Regions from separate parts of the Mus musculus genome. Here all the other regions are linked to region 2. The links are chromatin contacts, called in public Hi-C and HiChIP or PLAC-seq maps. All regions are on one chromosome and are shown on one strand. Each heading gives the region's core, a stretch centred on a gene start, on an enhancer-like site or on the middle of the called end of the contact. The rest is flanking DNA. Distances are from core to core; before and after follow the strand shown. Region 1 has its middle 12 kb from the start of Gm31143. Region 2 has its middle 140 kb from the start of Gm27217. Region 3 overlaps Satb1 (special AT-rich sequence binding protein 1). Region 4 has its middle 36 kb from the start of Gm31143.

What was found. Hi-C and Micro-C count contacts between places; a contact is called where the count stands out from the background. HiChIP or PLAC-seq counts read pairs in DNA pulled down with a chosen protein or histone mark.
Region 1: an H3K27ac HiChIP or PLAC-seq map of SST interneurons shows a contact between it and region 2, with 10 times the contacts expected there. The contact joins two enhancer-like sites. A contact is called at or near these places in 2 of 15 datasets of contacts at CTCF or cohesin (large pre-B cells and pro-B cells), 1 of 484 Hi-C or Micro-C datasets (cerebral cortex), 2 of 115 datasets of contacts at active chromatin or transcription factors (SST interneurons and astrocytes) and 1 of 9 other capture datasets (embryonic tail).
Region 3: a contact with region 2 is called in a Hi-C map of CD8 T cells, with 4 times the contacts expected there. The contact joins two enhancer-like sites. A contact is called at or near these places in 2 of 15 datasets of contacts at CTCF or cohesin (large pre-B cells and pro-B cells), 3 of 484 Hi-C or Micro-C datasets (CD4 T cells and CD8 T cells), 4 of 115 datasets of contacts at active chromatin or transcription factors (SST interneurons, double positive thymocytes, memory CD8 T cells and 1 more) and 2 of 9 other capture datasets (embryonic tail and embryonic trunk).
Region 4: a contact with region 2 is called in a Hi-C map of the N1E-115 cell line, with 9 times the contacts expected there. The contact joins two enhancer-like sites. A contact is called at or near these places in 1 of 15 datasets of contacts at CTCF or cohesin (pro-B cells), 1 of 484 Hi-C or Micro-C datasets (the N1E-115 cell line), 1 of 115 datasets of contacts at active chromatin or transcription factors (double positive thymocytes) and 1 of 9 other capture datasets (embryonic trunk).

What each region holds. Positions count from the first base shown.
Region 1 is chr17:51,544,909-51,547,718 of GRCm38.p6, reverse strand. No RefSeq gene overlaps it. Among named protein-coding and RNA genes, the nearest start is that of Gm31143, 12 kb to the right of the region's middle. Within about 2 kb of position 1,283, at least 11 of the 459 cell types and tissues checked have an H3K27ac peak or open chromatin away from gene starts, as enhancers often do. A contact at or near this core is called in SST interneurons, where this site is marked.
Region 2 is chr17:52,460,560-52,463,400 of GRCm38.p6, reverse strand. No RefSeq gene overlaps it. Among named protein-coding and RNA genes, the nearest start is that of Gm27217, 140 kb to the left of the region's middle. Within about 2 kb of position 1,435, at least 28 of the 459 cell types and tissues checked have an H3K27ac peak or open chromatin away from gene starts, as enhancers often do. A contact at or near this core is called in CD8 T cells, the N1E-115 cell line and SST interneurons, where this site is marked.
Region 3 is chr17:51,761,276-51,764,157 of GRCm38.p6, reverse strand. All of the region lies in intron 9 of Satb1 (special AT-rich sequence binding protein 1), which reads left to right. Among named protein-coding and RNA genes, the nearest start is that of Satb1, 70 kb to the left of the region's middle. Within about 2 kb of position 1,492, at least 44 of the 459 cell types and tissues checked have an H3K27ac peak or open chromatin away from gene starts, as enhancers often do. A contact at or near this core is called in CD8 T cells and SST interneurons, where this site is marked.
Region 4 is chr17:51,497,048-51,499,892 of GRCm38.p6, reverse strand. It overlaps the pseudogene Gm46574. Among named protein-coding and RNA genes, the nearest start is that of Gm31143, 36 kb to the left of the region's middle. Within about 2 kb of position 1,457, at least 1 of the 459 cell types and tissues checked has an H3K27ac peak or open chromatin away from gene starts, as enhancers often do. A contact at or near this core is called in the N1E-115 cell line, where this site is marked.

The DNA of each region.
Region 1 (2,810 bases), core at 34-2,533, 920 kb after region 2:
ATCTGGACAGTGTGTTTAAAGAATGAACCTTAAGTACTGCCTGGACCATTTTACAATTAAAGTGGAAAGTATTTTTCCAAATTGTAGATGAACTAAAATTGTTGTATTTTTCCATAAGACTAAGGGGGGGGGGTAGAACTACCCCAGTCCCATTTATTTTTAACACTATTGCCTTCCTACCAAAGAGAACAAAGCTGGCTATTTTGTGATGTACCATCTCAAAACTCAGTGAAGCCAAAGCTTAATTCTATGTGACATTTCTGGTGGTGTGCTATATTTTTGCAAAAATAAAATCCCTTTGATTAAAATTTCACACCTAGCTGAGGACCATGAAACCCTGATTACCTGGTCCAGTCTGAGCCCAGCATTTGCCAAAAAAGCTTACAAACCTCAGTACAACTTGAGGGGAACTTGGCCTGGGCTTCAAGTCAGTGGAAGCATTCAAAGCCCAAGGCATTTGCCAGGTGGCCTGTTCCCTGCCTGGTGTCAGCAGCTCTAAATTAGGCACATGCTCTTTAAACCAGCCATGAAAATGATTGGCCCAAATAGCTAGAGCCCAAAGGAAATATGAGCCGGTTGGCAGTGACCGAGGCTGGGGACATAACAGGACTTCAGCCTCTTGCTCCTGTGTTATCCCTCCCTGGTTGGGGCAGAACTCGAAGTTTATCCTCTGGAAGCAGATGCTTCAGTTCCAGTGACACTGAGTGTATCAGAAAGAACTGCAAATGCCCAGATTTGCAAATGCTGGTGTTCTGAAGTAGAGGCAGGGGCAATCTTCAGGCTAATGCTATTATAGAACTGTTTGTAAAGCCTGGAGCTTAAACATCTCCGCACCACAAACAGCCACTGCTTTAAAAGGGACATTAGGGTCACATTTGCAACTTTGAGATAAGATTTTATGTCAGAAGTTCAGCCCTCTGGACAGCATAAAACCCGATGAGACGCCGCCTGGGTCATCGCAGCAGTCCACAAACCCAGTGCTTTTGCCTTTAATGATACCGTCTAGCCCAGGCCATAGTGCGGCCTCGTCTTCCAAAGCTCAGAGCTATGTGTCTGAAGTGCAGATAGGTTTAAACCTCCCTCAGAGTTGCTGATGTTTTCAACTTGCTTATGTAATCTATATGCTGTATAAAATAGTGTTTTCTCATGTTTATTCCTGAACGCTTGCTGGTTTGAAGGAGATTCATCAGTTACGTAATTGCTGAAGTTGGGGAACAAGTCCTGTGATCACCTCTTCTGATTAGACTTTAATCAGATCCAAGCTCAAGCTCCGAGGCTGGCAATGTGGAGGATGAGCTGGCACGTGGCAAGACTGAAAGTGGAAGCCGGTGAGGAACCCCAGAAGTGGCCCAGGGAGAGGAATGAGGATTGGAGAAAAGCGGATAGGTGGGCATTCAATTATACCCCTACAATCACAAAAAGGCACTGCCCAGCCTCAAAGGAAAAACAATGACTTCTGAGACCTTTTCTTGAGAAGTCCTTGGCAGCTATGGCATTGAGAGGAGAACAATGAGAGGGAGAAGCAGTTGGAATCAGAGACAGAAAGCCTGCTCAGAAGATAGAAATCTAGAATGTGGCAAGGTCTGAAAAGAATGAGGTAGAAGGCTGGAAAAACGGGAAAGGTTAAAAATGGTGGGAGGTTCTGAGCAGCAGCATAGCAAAAGGATCAGAAAGACATAGAGCCCTGTGGAGTACCAAGGGTCAAGGCTAGACAAATTTTAATAGCAGGATTAGCCACCACAGCAAGGCTCTGGCTGGGTCCTTGTGAACTAAGGGCACACTTGACCACCTGACAGATGCGTGGAGGTGTGACCCATAAAGTCCCAGAAAGAAATAGAAGAAGGAGGAAAAAGGAGAGAAAGACTGATGACTTTAAAATTAGAAAAACTAAATTTGGACTTATTATGCCCAAGAGGAATATAGCCTGATGCACAATTTATGCAAATTGATAAAGCTGATTACACAAATTAGCCAAGGCTTTTTTTTTCCCTCTGGTCAATAAGTCTCCTCTGCCTCCCCCGTCTTTTAAACCCAGCAGATCACTGTTGGCATTTACAATGAATCCTCTTCCTGGCGCTGCTAGCCAATTACTTGAAAAGACTCAGTGGGCCATTTCCTATTTCGGGCTCTAGGCTCGAACTTACAGAACACCCAAAGAACAGGGCAGATGAAAGCAGCTGGCCCTCCAAGAGAATGACACAGTTAACAGCCCAAGGCCATCACTCAGCAGATCCTCAATTCCCCAACCCTCTCCTAAAACTCCACTATAGTCCTAATAAAATACATATTAGTGAATTATGCTTAATATGAATTTTAGCCAATCTTCCAAGACTCTCTTGGAGAAAGGATCTATGATCATCCTTTGAATGGGAGAAACTAGTATTAGTTCAATTTAGTAACCACCCTGGGTCAGTTACTTTTCATCCCTGTTGTAAAACACTTGTATGTCCTAAACGTTTCATATTGTCTAAAAGTAGTGTCATCAGCTGGGGACCAGGTGCTCAAACAGGAGGCTCTGGGAGAGAGTGACTACTTACAGCATGGCACATGGCAAGGTCAGGGCGTTGTAGGCAATGGGAGGTGATCTCAAACCCAAGTCTCTCCTTCTCTGTCAGATGAGTGTTTCCAGCAGCCCACTCTAAGAGGAGGTCCCTACTGTTGACGTCATTTGTTGGACTGCCCTTCAGAACGCACTGTTTTAGGAAATAAATTTCCTGCAGGTGCAGTGGGAAGATCCCTGCAGGTTTCCTGTGGGGTGCAAGTATGATGGGGTTCTGCCACCAGATCAACACTGACCTTGAAAATAAAGT
Region 2 (2,841 bases), core at 186-2,685:
TATTCTCTACTGACCTAGCTGTGCTTCTGACATGACTCATATTGCAAGTGAATGTGAGAGCATCAGAAAGCTTTGTTTGCCCTCAAGAGAAAAAGTAGTATATGAGCAATTACACCTGCATTTGTCTGCGAAATGGGTCAGTAGGTCAGTGTGTCTGCTGCTAAGACTGAGGGTCTGGATTCTGTCCCCGGGATGCATAGAGCAGAGGGAGAAGAATTGACTCCTAAAGCGGTCCTCTGACTTTAACATACATATCCTGGCACAGATGTGCATGCGCATGTTTTACATACGTTACATGTTCATAGGTACAATTAAAAAATAATAATTACTAAAGCTCTGTAGTCTTGATTCCTGGCAACTGACAATGTTGTCCAGGATTGGCAAGACTGCTTCCATTTCTACCCTGAATATTGTTTACCATGTAAAACTTCCAAACAAACTGTGAGGTAAATAAGAATTGTGGCCTGGAAATGCCTTGACAAATACAAAAGCTTTCATTCCTTAAATGGGATCCCTAGAACAGCATTGAGAGAGAATGTTTCTATACCTAGAATTGTATTACACACACACACACACACACACACACACACACACACACTCACACACACACACACACACACACACACACACACACACACATTGCATTCATCTTGTTGCACGGACAGCTACAATTTTTCCTTGATATTTAAAGTCTCATGTATGCAAGAGCAGATTCCTGTCAATGTCGCAGTAGCTTACTTCTCCATTGAATATGATCTTAAAGAGGGGAAAGTCTGTTTAAAGGGGCATCTTCTGGCAGTCGCCACTCTAAGCATGGTTCAACACCGTGAGGACCTGTGCGGGGGCTTTGACAGATGCTACATTAGACCAAGTGTTGTCCCATCAGGAAGTCAGATCGAATAAGTCTATTTGAGAATGGATGAAAGGGGCATGGGAGGCCCATCTGCGAGTAACTGGTCGTGTTGTAGGCTCTTACCCTCAAAGATGAAAATGCCTAAACGAATGAGCACAGTCTAGACTTAATTCTACACCAGAAATGCTCCCTCAGGAGATTATGAATGCTTTGACTTATGGAGTCTAAATACACTTCTGAACCCTATAATGAGAGCCAGACAGCCTTTCCCCCAAATACTCATTAACAACTTCAATTTTTTTTCCCTAAAATACGGACACTACGCTGTTCCAAAGGAAGATTTTTCTCTGCATAAGAGCAATGATGAGCACAGAACAGCTGGGTTCCGCTGTCTCCTCAATCTACAAAGCTTACACCATGCTAAAAATAGGACCAGTGACTGGAACCTGAAGGAAGGGTCTCCAAACCAGGTGCCAGTAGGTATACAGCAGGTTGCACAAAAGTCTAAGCATCAGGAGAGACTTTTCACCGCTCTCGATTTCCTGAACAGCAGTCCTGAAGCCTGGCCACAAGAGGGAACCATTGTTCAAATGTTGGAATCATTTTTTTTTCTTCCCCCTCCCCTCCCCGAGGAACTCAGCCAGCTCAAATCCCTCTTTAATGTAAGAACCTGATCAAAAGGCTTGAACAAAAAAGTAGAGACAGATGTGATCACGGACACAGTTCTATTTTGGATGGCTGAATGATCAGCTTTTAAATACCTGAGTAACCAAAGGTCTGTCATCCAGTAACAGAAACCAGAGAGGCAAGGCCTTGTACTGACAATAGAACGTCGGGCCTTTATTTTATTTCTTTCATTGGTTCTACTTTGTCTGAGCTGAGGAAAACTTTTAAAACCAAACAGCAAATATTAGAATGTAAGGAAACAAACAGAAATGCAGACTTTTAAGCTCAAGATTGTCTCCCGTCTGTAGCAAGTGATAATGCTGATCAGAAACGGGAGAAGGGCGCATGTGTCCTAAGGAGTTCTTGCTTGCAGCCCCGTGAAACAGCGCGACTGGCAAAATGCAGACTAATACGATAGAAGGCATACAGGATGGCTTCCTGGAGGTCGTGTGCCACCAGGCTGGCACAAATCCAGTTTCCCAACCAGAAGAAGGGCAGAATAAACTGGAACGTGCTTGATGCCAGTCGGGCTTTCATAGGAAAACAGATGACGGCTAAGATTATTAATCTTGACAGTTTCCTGATTTATTGGGATGTTGTCATCTTCTCCTTTTGTATAATTTGCCAAATGATCATAGTATTAGACTTAAGGAGGCAGCACCCAGGGCCCCCTTCTTTGGCATTTGCTTCAACAGTAAAACATGAAGGCTTGTTTTGAGGCAAAGGTGGACAAATTGAATTTTCACAGATGTATTATCATTTGAGAAATACCAAGTCATGTTTTATTGTGACTTTTGATGTAAAGATAGCTTTATATGTATTAATTATAGAAAACTGCTCCATTTATTTAATAAATATCAGGCCAAAGGTAAGAAATTTAAAATCGAGGTCTCTAGCAATCAAAAGCAAATGTTACTGCTTAGACTAGGATACTGATAAACAAAGAAAATAATCAGAAAATAGCAGCTAGGTTTAAAAGCCATTCCTCTGCACAGTGATTTCCCAACAAAACAACAACCTGCATGGGAATTCTTTCTTTGAATTGCTCATGTAAAATCACAGAAATAATTTTGAGCTACTTCACCATAGATTCAAAATAAGGAATCATTTGACACATTTTATAAGTGGTTGCCTTCACCAAAGTATTTTTTTATATTCTATTTTTTGTAATCCCTTGCATTTAAAATAGCAACAACAGAAATTAATCTTCAGTTTTTAAAAAGGAATTACAATTAAAGATATTTCCAACTAAAAAGAGACGTTATCCCCAAAACAGGTTTAGCAAACTATAAAATCTCTAAACTTAAAATGCTATAATTGAA
Region 3 (2,882 bases), core at 243-2,742, 700 kb after region 2:
CAGCCTTCCTTTGGTCCTAGGCTTAAAAAATTGTAGCATTGCTCATATTTGTAAGTTGGGTTAGTTGAGATGTCTTAAATACAATTAAACTGTCACAAATCGGAGAGGGGGGGGCAGGGCAGCTAGCAATAGAGCTAAAAATGTAGCATATAAAAGAATTTATAGTGGCAGCACCTAGAGATAAACCAGGGAGCTCGTGACACCATATCCCAGCCAGTTAGTGAAGGCACCATTGGTTTTATTCAAGCAGAGTTGCACTCGGTAGAAACTGGGTGCTAATTCATTCTTTTTGAATGTGCACGTCACAGATACTGCTGTGGCACGATTTCACCTGTGCAGACTTTTATTTAAGGCACTCAGGAGGCCCCGCAGACGTGTGAGTCACAGTTTCTCTTCTTTCTGGTGCTACAACTCTCAGCAGCAGTCTGTGAGAAGATCCCTGTGCCGTGTCCTCAGAGCCCGTCTCCTAGATGTGCACATGTTCCTTGGTGTGTGGGTGGGGGGTGGGGTGGGGGAGGCTGTTCCTTTGCAACCTGGACCTACCCAGTCCTCCCATCCTGTTGGGTAGAGCCAGACCTTGGTCATAGGTAGCTCAGGTCTCTCCATGTCTGCTTGCCCGAAGGAGGAAGGGCAGGAGGAACTCTGATGAGAACAAAGAGGAGGAAAGAGCTGGAAGCCTACACAACTCCTGCAGCTCTCATCTCACCCCTGCGAGGTCAAGTTTAGCTCAGGCTTGACAAAACCTCTGTACTAGATTCTTGAATAAGGGGGTGGGGGTGTTCACTGGCTTCCTCCTTAGGGTGTCCGTAATCATTTGCTGAAAATAGCATATATGTTAGAACTAGGGAGAATATTGATCTGTCTATTTCTAGTTGAATACTAAACCAGCCTATTGGAGTTGATGGCTTTAAGTACCAGCCACTCTTGACAACATGGCCATCCTCACTGCATGCCAGAGTATGTTTTTCAGGACTAGCTAAATTTGTGGATCTAAATAGGATTAGATTTCTGTGCTCTGAAACAAGTACATCTTTTGGTAAGTCTAAGGTTTGGTCTCTCAGGTCCAGCATTATTAAATAAAGTGTGTACTTGCCCACTTTTGGCTAAAAAGCTATGTAAAGGGATATCTTGCCCCTTAAATACTGTTCCTAAGTCCAACAGAGATCTTTGGCTATCCTTTGACTATTTTTAAATGATTTAAGAATTTCACTTTTCTACCTCTATAAAGCTAGCTGAAAGCCATGTGCACTTTTTGCTTCCAGCTCAATAGGTTTAACTGTTACAAAGACAGTCAGAATTCAGTGAGCTCAGTTTTTCCATTTTTAGGAACTTTAGGTAGGATTTAGAGAAAAGGAGTTTTGTGACTTTGGAGCAGCTCTGTAAAGGTCTTCAAGAGAGGAAATGACGGAGGCCACGGTGTGTGTGGCCATGCCACAGCAGGAAGCACTAGTAGCTATAGCACCTCCTTTACCCACGGGCTGACTGAGAGCCAGCCTACCTCAGAGAGGCCCCTGATTCAATCCGAAGCTCTCTGGTATTCATGCTTCAGTCAGGTTAGCTCTTCCTAGACAACATCAGTAAAAGAAGGGAAATGAGCAGACTGAAGGGCGTTCGCTCATAAGGGGGGTTCATCAGAGAGCTTGATGCCTTCCCGTTAAACCCCACGCCGAATGCGATACAGGTGAGATCTTTCAGCAGACTGCCTGACTGTAGAGGCGAGCGTCTTCTTGGGAGTCTCTGTAGTCTTTTATATTTTAGATAATGAAGGTAGGTTTTATTTAAAGTTTAGCTTTTTTTTTCCCCCTCACCTGGGAACTGAAAATAAAGGCCCCATGAAATGAATGAGCGGTGAAAGTAAGTTTATGGAGAGTGATGATAGAAAAATAACTCTGAAAGGGACTACAGATTTTCACACCAAGCAGAGGTGCGGGAGGTCTGAGGTCCTGGGTAAGGACTATGAATCTCACCCACTCCCCTGATATTTGCATCTTAGAAAGTAACCTTAGTACTTTAATTTTTATTTTTATTTTATTTTATTTTTCCAATTTGTTCTAAGTATTTTTTTTTTTTTGTATGCAATTCTTTTGCTTGGTAAAATGGCACAAAGTTTGATTACCAACCAAAAAAAAAGTAAAAGTCCCTGTTTTAAAGACTTACAGAAATAAAGCTGTTGTGTAATTGGCTGCTAAATAAATAACTTTCACAATATGAACTCCAAACCATTTGTGGAGTTGATTTCTAAGTGTCAAAATGATGAAGTTGTTTTTCTCCCTAAATCTTAATCCACTTCTGTTGTAGGTTAATAGAAAAAAAAAATGTATTCTCTTTTGTTTTTTTTTTTTTTTTTTTTTTTTGATTTCAACAATTCCAGTTGCTTTTGTGTCATTTTCAAGCAGTTCCCCCTTCCAAGCAGCATACTTCAGGAATTGGGTTTAAACACACTGTTTCATAAACTGCCAGCCTCCTCGGCCGCCCCAGTGCCTCTGATTCCGTAAATCAGATCATAGGCAGCATGCTGTCATATAATAAGGTGTCTGATCCTTATTACCAGTTTGTTGATGCACAGACTCCTTCAAATTGACCATCGCAGCACATGGTTTCCCTGGAACTAGCTGTGATAATTAGCGTGGTTCTAATGAGACAGAATGTCACTGATCTTGTGCTGAACTGTCGAGTATCGACACTACGGATGGGAACTGTCAGAGCCTGCCATCTGTGACAGCGCTTGGCATATTCCAGTGGCAAGGTAGAGTGTGCTCGGTAGAGTATTTTCAAACAAATGGCCCTTTTCTTGACGAGGCTCTGCGATCTGTTCGACTGGAGGAGAATGGGCAAACCCAACTTTGTCCTACGTGAAGCCCTATTTTGACGTCCACGGAGGA
Region 4 (2,845 bases), core at 208-2,707, 960 kb after region 2:
TGCTGACCACTCCCCTTATGGGGAAACAACAGGCAAGCTCCAAGCTGCCCTTTCCTTTATTTTGACTTCACTGAAACCCCTAAGTGTTAGTGAGCCAGGCCAGATTCTCTGAGTCATGACAGTTGGCTTGTCAAGATTGCAAAAGGCTTAAATTTTAATCACATCCGAGCCTGGCATGTGTTAGGTGGCTGTCCTTGACCTCAGGTATCATAACAAGAACCAAGTGACCTCTAGTCTGCAAGTCCATCACTTCAAATATATTATCTAATGTTACCAAAGCAGAGAAAGTAAAGGCATGGAGATTCGTCTTCTCTTAATGGCCCCAGACCTAAAGACACACAGATTTCTATTTAAGATCCAAGCCATTGTCTAAAATTGACCATAGAACCCCACTTAACCAGCCCTGGATCTAGGAAAGGCAAGAGACATTAATGTCTGATAAGCCCTAATTCATATATATCGCTTTATGATTCTTTTAGGAAGCTAAACATTATCTCTAGAATCTGGAAGTAAAATTTAAGTCTGATCTATGTGTCATAGACAAGCGCACCTACTAAGAGTAGCAGCTGGGCAAGCAAACTGAAAAGAAGGCTAACCAGCTATGTGGGGCTCACACCTGGGAAGACTTACAGTCCTAGCCCACAAATGGAGGCTGCCTTAGTAGCAAGTTCCCTCGTAATGAGATGGAGACTTGCTTATTTTTAGGGTGAGGCTGAGTAATTAATGACTGTCCAGGCAACTGGCAGAAACCATACAGACATTCTGAAAAATTGATTAAAACACACACACTTAAAAGCTCCAAGATGCCTTGTGACTCTCTTCCCGCCTGTAGTGTAATTAAATAAAGCTTTATCTAACCATTTTACTTGTATGCATTAGGGACTCAAACCAGGCCTCTCTTTCTCCCAAGACTTCAATATGCCCTTATCTGTTTGTACTAATTGAGTTTTCTCATACTGCCACATGGGCAGCAGCTAATAGATCTGATATGCCTGGGGATGATCCTGGGTTCCTAAAGCTCTCCCAGTGACCTCAGATCTTTAAGAACTCAGATCCGCACTGGAGACAGGAAAAATCTTGTACCTTGAAATTATGTGATCCTTTCTGCGGTGAGGTGAGGGAATTCAAATCTCCAGAAGCTCACGAACTAGATACATGCACAGGCCAGCTTAGGAAGGATACAACGCATGCCACCAAGCTCCGCCTGGTTATAATCTCAGCTGCTTCTCAAATGAAACAAGGCAGAGACTCGCCAGGCAGAGCCAGGCCTCTTGGAACAGGCCTGCAATCCCAGATACTCAAGAGGCTAAGGCAAGAGGGTCGTATATTCAAAGCCTTACCTGGGCTATAAAATGAGTTCAACTACATTAAATGTCTCAAATGAAAACGTAAAAAAAAAAGTGGATAGGGGGTTTGAGAGATTGCTTAGTGCTTAAGAGAACTTGCTTTTCTCCCAGGGGATCTGGATTCAGGTCTCAGAACCCATAAGCTTACAGCTGCTAATTCCAGCGGATCTGATGCCTTCTCTTAGCCACCAACAGCACCTGCAAAAACATTATTCTATCTACCTCTACCTCTACCTCTACCTCTACCTCTACCTCTATCTCTATCTGCATGCATGTATGTGTACATGCATATAGATACAGAGATAGCAATAGGCATTTACACATACTCATAAAAAATAAATAAGTAAATCTTAAAAGAAAAGATATCTGAAGAGATGGCTCAGTGGTTAAGTTGCTACTCTTACAGAGGACCTGGGTTGGGTTCCCAGCACCCACATGGTGGCTCACAACTGCCTATAACTCCAGTTCCAAAAGAATGACCGAGGAAAGACACTTAGTACTTAGTCTTCCATGTGCACATATTTATAAACCAACACTAACAAGTACATATAGCACACACGTATACACATGCACACATATAACATAAGATGGCTGAAAATAGACATCTAACACAGAAGTGGTGGTAGGTTCAATCCCCAGGACCGAGGGAAGGTGTAATTACCTGGAGAGCTTGTTAATGCACAGATTTCTTGGCTCTGCCCTATAGGAGCTCATAGGTTTCCAGGTGGCAGTGCTGTTGCTGCTCGAGGCCACACCTCAACAGCCAGTGGCTCAGAAGGGGGTCTCCCAGTATTGTCAGATCTCCAAGAGAAATTGGAAGTATGGATTTATATGTGAAATGCCTCGATTTTTAAAAATCTTGACCACAAATCTAAAGGCATTAAAACTTAAGACAAACCAGTTCTGATGGAGAAATGCTGCAGAGACTCACAGAAGTCTGCTTTTGAAAAAATGGTGCCGCGCTCTTAGTTTATAACCCACAGCTTTGGAAAAATTTGTCAGTCGGCAGGTAAGCCACAATAACTCCTAATAGGTGAATAGATAGTAAAAGCCCCTCATATTGTCTCTCTGTTTATCAGGTGATCCCACTTTGTCCCCTGTCACTACAAAGCTATATTTATGTGAGACCCCACCGAACCCTTTTAGAAACATTCTCCCAAACGGTCCTCAGACCCCTTAAAATATTGCCAATGAGCCCACATTTGAATGGTATCGATCTCACTTGAGTCGATATTTTAAACCATCAGCTTTAACACTGGGCCTAGGTGCTTCTCTCTGTGTTCCTAAGGCCTCAGGTCCTATACATTTTCATAGATCTGGCCCAGCACCTTTGATAGGCAGGTTGCCATGCTGGGTACTGATGATACAGTCTATCCTTGCCAGATTCCATACCATCCAGACATGGACAGGGAAGAGAAATGCAAGCAGACACAACTCTGAGCTGTTCTATGTGCACTGGAATTCCATTAAAAAGCTTATTTGCAACATTCTCTTCTTAA